Linked DNA regions of Sus scrofa: region 2 is linked to region 1. A link is a contact called in public promoter capture Hi-C data. All regions are on one chromosome and are shown on one strand. Each heading gives the region's core, a stretch centred on a gene start, on an enhancer-like site or on the middle of the called end of the contact. The rest is flanking DNA. Distances are from core to core; before and after follow the strand shown. Region 1 overlaps TEC (tyrosine-protein kinase Tec). Region 2 holds the start of TEC (tyrosine-protein kinase Tec).

Evidence for each region. Promoter capture Hi-C pulls out the DNA fragments that hold promoters and counts their contacts.
Region 2: a contact with region 1 is called in a promoter capture Hi-C map of liver, with 9 times the contacts expected there. The contact joins the promoter of TEC here to the enhancer-like site in region 1. A contact is called at or near these places in 2 of 5 promoter capture datasets (fetal liver and liver), 7 of 47 Hi-C or Micro-C datasets (alveolar macrophages, blood, embryonic fibroblasts and 1 more) and 1 of 2 datasets of contacts at active chromatin or transcription factors (alveolar macrophages).

Annotation. Positions count from the first base shown.
Region 1 is chr8:38,070,753-38,074,149 of Sscrofa11.1, forward strand. All of the region lies in intron 8 of TEC (tyrosine-protein kinase Tec), which reads right to left. Among named protein-coding and RNA genes, the nearest start is that of TXK, 25 kb to the left of the region's middle. Within about 2 kb of position 1,624, at least 2 of the 83 cell types and tissues checked have an H3K27ac peak or open chromatin away from gene starts, as enhancers often do. A contact at or near this core is called in alveolar macrophages and liver, where this site is marked.
Region 2 is chr8:38,180,684-38,184,080 of Sscrofa11.1, forward strand. It overlaps TEC (tyrosine-protein kinase Tec), which reads right to left and starts at 1,576. Exons shown (of 18, transcript XM_013978657.2): 1 at 1,297-1,576.

The DNA of each region.
Region 1 (3,397 bases), core at 374-2,873:
GCCTAAGGTTTTCAAAATATTCCTTTTTTTTTTTTTTAGGATTAGCAAGGTAATACCAGCCATCAGGAACAAATACAATAAATAAGAACATCATTCATAATCTCAACAACACAGAAACACACTATCAACATTTGTACTACCTACTTCCAGACTTTTTCTACCCATATTTTTATGAAGACACATACGCATGTCAATATTCTTTTTTAAAAAATTAAAGTGGGATCAAACTATACTTGCTACATTATAATCTGAGTTTTTCATATACTAGTACATGATAAACATCTTTTTGCAAAGCAATCTAGTTCTATGCATTATGGCCTGGATTGCCATAATTTAAGCTAGTCTTCATTATTTCACATAAAAATCATTTCCAATTTTTCACTATTATAACAGCAAGAATGAACTTTACCCCATAGGCTCGCATATGTAGGAAATGTCACTTTACATTATTGTCTTTAATTCAAGTTAAATCTCAAGCCCCCATCCAACCAAGAGGCAGTAGATTCATCTCAGGTCATTACAAAGGTTCCCCCATGAAGGTCCCAAGTGTTGAAAGAAACAGAGCAAATCAGAAGAGCTCATGGGTCTTCCAGACTTACTGGTTCTAGCACCACCCCAACCCCTGGCAGCCATTGGAAGGTCTATGGTGGAAAGTCCACCAAGGCCACTGGTTAAGCAGTGGCACCTGTGTTCCCACTGAGTCTGTGCCACCACTCTGTGCCAAGCCCCTGCATATCGGTGCCCCTTCTTTTTTTTTTTTTTTGTCTTTTTCTATTTCTTTGGGCTGCTCCTGTGGCATATGGAGGTTCCCAGGCTAGGGGTCGGATCGGAGCTGTAGCTGCCGACCTACACCAGAGCCACAGCAACGTGGGATCCGAGCGGCGTCTGCAACCTACACCACAGCTCACGGTAACGCTGGATCCTTAACCCACTGAGTGAGGCCAGGGATCGAACCCGCAACCCTATGGTTCCTAGTCGGATTTGTTAACCACTGCGCCACGATGGGAACTCCTCTTTTTTTTTTTTATTTTTTATTTTATTTTTTTGGTGCACCTTCTTAACCCTTGGGACATCTTTCTTAAGGAAAGATGGATACTGCCATCTCCCACAGCATCCTCAGAGCACGCCCCTATCCCTACTGCCCCCAGACCAATCTCTCCATGGGATTAGAAGCAAGCTGGCCAATAAAGATGGACTCAGACTGTCAGCTTTATTTTTTTTATTATTTTTATTTTTTATTTTTTTGTCTTTTTAGGGCCGCACCCACAGCATATGGAGGTTCCCAGGTTAGGGGTCTAATCAACACTGTAGCTGCCAGCCTACACCACAGCCACAGCAAAGTGGGATCCGAGCCGTGTCTGCGACCTACACCACAGCTCACAGCAACACCGAATCCTTAATCCACTGAACAAGGCCAGGGACCAAACCTGCAACCTCATGGTTCTTGTCAGATTTGTTAACCACTGCGCCACAATGGGAACTCAAGACTGTCAGATTTAATCTTGGGTTTTTGTTTGTTTTGTTTTATTTCAGATGGCCTTTAACGGGAGGCGAACCCTCTACCACAGTCACATTTCCTGAGGAGTCCAGTGTTATGAAACCAGCTTCTTTCCCACAGCACATGCTCTGGTCCTCTCCTCCCCCGTCTGTGACCTGGGTGCAGGGGCGGAACCAGGGCACGGACCGCCCTGGGAGCTGCAGGCTGGCAGTCCTGAGCCGAACCTAGTGGACCCTGAGCCCCACCTGGGCCTCTAAACATGCAAGTTTTCCACCATTGCTTTAGCCGTTTATAAAAACAAACAAACACAAAAAAAACAAACAGCAATGGCTTTTGGCCTAGCAAACACACAGGCTTTCCCTGACTGAGGAAGGGAAAAATACAAAGAACAAAATACAAGATCTTTGTTTAGTCTGGATTTTTTTACGCAGTTGTACTGGCCAAACACAAATTATAATCCCAATACCAGCTGATAACTGTTATTTTAATTGGACCCTGAAGTGATTAACCAGGTTTCAGGATTGTGGGTATTGAGATCTCACTGCTATGGTCCCCATTTTATAAACAGAGACCAAGTTTAACAAAGCTGCAGTTTTTTGGTTTTTTTTTTTTTTTTTTTTTGTCTTTTGTCTTGTGTTTTTAGGGCTGCATACACAGCATGTGGGGTCGAATTAGAGCTACGGCTGCTGGCCTACACCGCAGCCACAGCAATGCAGGATCTCAGCCACGTCTGCGACATACACCACAGCTCATGGCAACGCCAGATCCTTAACCTACTAAGCAAGGCTAGGGATTGAACCTGCATCCTCATGGATACTAGCTGGGTTTGTTAACCACTAAGCCACAACGGGAACTCCAAAAGTGCAGTTCTGATCAATCAATCACTTTCTTTCTTTTACTTTTATTTTCTTTTCTGGCTGTATCTGTGGCATGCAGAAGTTCTCAGGTCAAGGACTGAACCCAAGCCACAGTGACAATGCTGAGTCCTTAACCATTAAGCCACCAGAGAACTCGCTGATGAATCAACTTCTGAATGCAGTTGAGAAATAAAATAAATAAGGACAACAGGATGGACTCTATCCCCAAATCCTTTTCACTGATACAAGCACTATCTGTCAGGATACCAAAAAACCATCATAAAAATTAATTAGGAGAGGTAACTGGAGCTCTCATTATACATTATAAACCAACAGGACCTGAAAGACTGAAGAAAAAAAACTATTAATAACAGGTGATCCAAGCCCACATCTTCACAGTAAGAGTAAGGAATGGTGGTTTAGTCTCACGTTCACGTACAGCTAGACGGTGGCTCTCAAGAGGAGTTAGTTGTAAGATACTCAGAGAAAGAATAAGATCCTTTCCTCACTTGGTATATTCAAGCTCCTGGGAAGGGATAAAGCAAATAAGGGAAGAAGAGGAATCCATGGCACAAACCCTATTCTGAGTGGTCATTTTTATGGCTTTTGCAGGTTCCTCAGAAAGGATGCTCTCCCCTCTCTAGGAAATACACTCAGACCCTGAGGGGTAGGATACAGGAAGGAAAGAAGGAAGGCGGGAGAGACAAAGAGAAGATGAATCGACTTGTGCTATTTCCCAATGGTTCTCTGTGGCCTCTCTTGCTCTTCTACGATACTGACCACTGACCAAGGGGAAAAGACAAGAGCGGCTCTGCTGAATGCATCCTTCGGGAAGAAGACTCGCTGGGGTGAGATGGAGGGAGAACGTGGTGAGCAGGAGAGCTGTGGTCCAGATGCCAGCCCGTGTGCACCTCTCCTGAGCCCACCAGAGAAATGCCTGTTGGGGTCAGCTAGCCCCATGATGAAGGAACTATATACCTCTAGAAAGAATGCCTCGATTTGCAGGTAATTTGTCATTCTGTTCTTAGCTATCAAAACCCTC
Region 2 (3,397 bases), core at 326-2,825, 110 kb after region 1:
AACTAAAAACTATTCTCAAATACGTAATGAGAAAATTACACACACTTCTTTTCTCCACAGAAATCATGACACTCCAAACTACATGTGACTCTCGCCAGCTGAGCTACTAGCGTCACACACTAACCTGCTAAATCCTAAACTTATCTGGGAAACCTACTGTTTGGTTGGGGCTGTTTTTTCCTATCCAGCTCTTTAGGGGAGAATCATCTAGAAGAGAATAAATTCTCAGAATTTCCTAACAGGAAAAATGGGCACTCTCTGGAAAAACACAGGGTATATGCTGAAAACACTTAACTATTTTGGACCAGCTTCAAACCCACTTAGCCACCAGTCATCCTGTTGTTCCGACTTAACATTGAGACCCAAGCTTCTAATCAAATATTCCAGTCTCCAAAGAATGGCAATAGATGAGGCTGTTTCTGAACCTGATACACAGCAACGTGTTATTCTTCCATGAAAACGAAACAAACAAAAAAATCAAACCAAAAGGAAATTTAGGATCCGAGGGAAAGCTCACGCTGCCGCCGCCCCCCCCACACACACCGAGTCAAGGCCCTAGCTTTTCCAATATATTTATTCACCAGACCCCTTTTTTCAAGGTTCAAACACAATTTCCCAGATGAAAAACGTAAGGCTAGTAATGTGAGGCACTTAGGATACGTGCAACTCTGGAAAGTCTCGGTGGATTCTGCCAAGCCTCGGCGGATTCAATCAAGCTGAGAGAAGGAATCAACCCCGCGGCGCAGCTGAGAAGCGAACCCAATGCCGAATTTGCCGAGGGGCGGCCTTGGTCCAGAGACCCAAGGGGAAAGGGGCGGGTGTTCCTCGGTAGAGGCCAGTGCCCGAGCCCGAGAGGCGGAGAGGCGGCGGCCGCCGGAAGGCGCGGCTACGCTGGGACGTGCACCTGTCCCTTCCTGGACCGCAGGAGCAGGGGTCCTCACCTGCCGCGGCACGTCCCCACTCACAGCGGCACAGAAGAGAGAAAATCGTTTTTAGTTCCACGTCTCTGGGTTTGTAGAAGACTCCTCTTGGCGCGTGCATCTCCGTCCCCACCCTTCCCCGCCCAGAGTCGCCCAGTCCCCGGGCCGCCCTCGTCGGTCCTCGGCGCCCTTACCTGGCTGGAGTGCGCCGGCTGCGCCGAGCCCGGGAGACGTGAGGTCTGCCAGCGCCACGGAGTCCCGAGTCCCCCCCGCCCCTGCTCTCCGACCCCGCCCCTGATATCCAGCCACGCCCCTGCCCTCCGGCCCCGCCCCTGCGCTCCCCGCCCCGCCTCTCTACCGCCCCGCCCCCGCTCACCGAGACCGGCGGCGACCTGTTCCCACCGCCCTACTGCGGGTCTGAAACAAATGGCCAGAGTGGGTCGGATACGCGCCAGGGCTCCCGCGACCCAACTGGAGTATGGGGAGAGTCGAAGAAACTTCCCTGGTGTTTCGGACGGCGCGCTGGGCCTCCTCCCCCAACCCCAGAACCGCGGTGCGAGGATGAGGACACCCCCAGGCCGGGAGAACCCCGCGCAGTGCCACCTGTGGGTGACCCGGGGCTCTGTCGGAATTAGGTACCGCACCTCCCCTTCAGCTAACTCGTGGCAAGCCAGGTGGGTGATGCGGTGCGGTGGAGCGAAGCAACAAGTTTTACTAAAAGAATAAGTCTTTTTACTGTCAAACCTGAAGCAGCAGAGCGTATCTGAAACACTTACAGGGTCACGTGGCCTCACTATTGTAGTTACACTTTATTCACTCACTGAAGGATAACAACTGCCCTTATATAAGACTTAACTTTGTGCCAGGCACTCTTCTAAATGTATTACCCGCATTAACATGTCTAATAAATTTATGTTTTATCAGAATCGCCCATTATACATAGGCTGAAAATGAGGCACAGAGAGTTAACCTGCCTAATGTCAGCTAACCAGTAAATTGAAAAGCTGGGATTCACATCCCAGAAGCCCTCCTCCTGATTCCAGGCTCTGAACCACTGCTCTCCTGACTCACCAAAATTTGAGTGTCCATCTGTCCCATGAGCTGTTAGAAGCCCGCAATAATACAAGACGAGGTCTCGGCCCTGTGGCATATGGGAGTTCCCAGGCTAGGGCTCAAATAGGAGCTGTAGCTGCCAGCCTAAGCCACAGCAACACCAGATCTAAACCGCATCTGTGACCTACATCCCAGCTGGTGGCAATGCTGGATCTTTAACCCACCGAGTGAGGCTAGGCATGGAACCCACATCCTCATGGATACTAGTCAGATTCTTAACCCACTGAGTTGCAATGGGAACTCCTGCCTTGGACGAGCTTTTAGACTAGTGGTGGGGGGGTAGTCAATCAGTCATCAATAAGCAGGTAAAAGTGAAGCCATTGCACACCTGAGAAGCATCCTGACTAATTTAAAGCAGGGTGATAGAATTGAGAGTGATGAGGAAGGAGAGATGGCTCAGAGGAGGTGACACTGTAGCTGAGAGCTAAATGGTAGGGCAAGCCGAAAGCCTGAAGATGAAGCAAAGGGAAAGGCACATACATTAAGCATCATTGTGCCTTGTGCTTACTGGAGACCTAGAATCATGTCTTCCTATGTTATCTCTCGTTTGATCATTCAGTAACCCTTAGAAGAGGTCTGATAAGATTCCATTTTCCAGAGGGGGAAAAAAAAATCTAATGAATAATGATTTGCCTAAAGTCATACAATGCATTAGAGAAAGGATTAGGGGGTAGGGGAGGGGTGGGAAGAGGGCACAGGTTTGAACCAAGGCTTTTTGATTCCAAAATCCTCTTCCACTGAGGTGAGGGCCTCAAGTATGATGACCTATCAGAATAAATCCTGTAAAATGTCCCTTTTGTGATCTTCTTTCCTCCCTGCCCCAGTCTCTTCTGCCTTCTGTTGACTAGTTGATATAATTTCCCTCAGGGCAGGTGTTCTTTGAGGGAACAGAGGTTAGGAACTTTTTTCCAAAGGTGCAAAAAATTGTGTGTGTGTGTAGAGGGGAAGAGTTGTAATCATATAATTATGGTAATAAAGTTGGTTTTCTCCCTAGACAAAATGCTCACACACATATATATGTGTAAGTGAGAGGACTTAGAATTTTCATCAAATTGACTGATCCAGAAAAGGTAAGGGAGTTCCTGTTGTGGCTCAGTGGGTTAAGAACCCAACTAGTGGATATGAGTTTGATCCCTGGCCTCTCACTTAGTGGGTTAAGGATCCCGTGTTGCCACAAGCTGCAGTGTAGGTCACAGATGTGGCTTGGATCCTGTGGCTGTGGCTGTGCTGTAGGCCAGCAGCTGCACCTCGGATGCGACCCCTAGCCTGGGAACTTCCATAAGCCACAGGTGCGGCCCTAAAAAGTAAAATAAAATAAAAGAGAGAAAGAGAGAGGAGTCTGTTTTGTCATTCTTAGTTCTCAA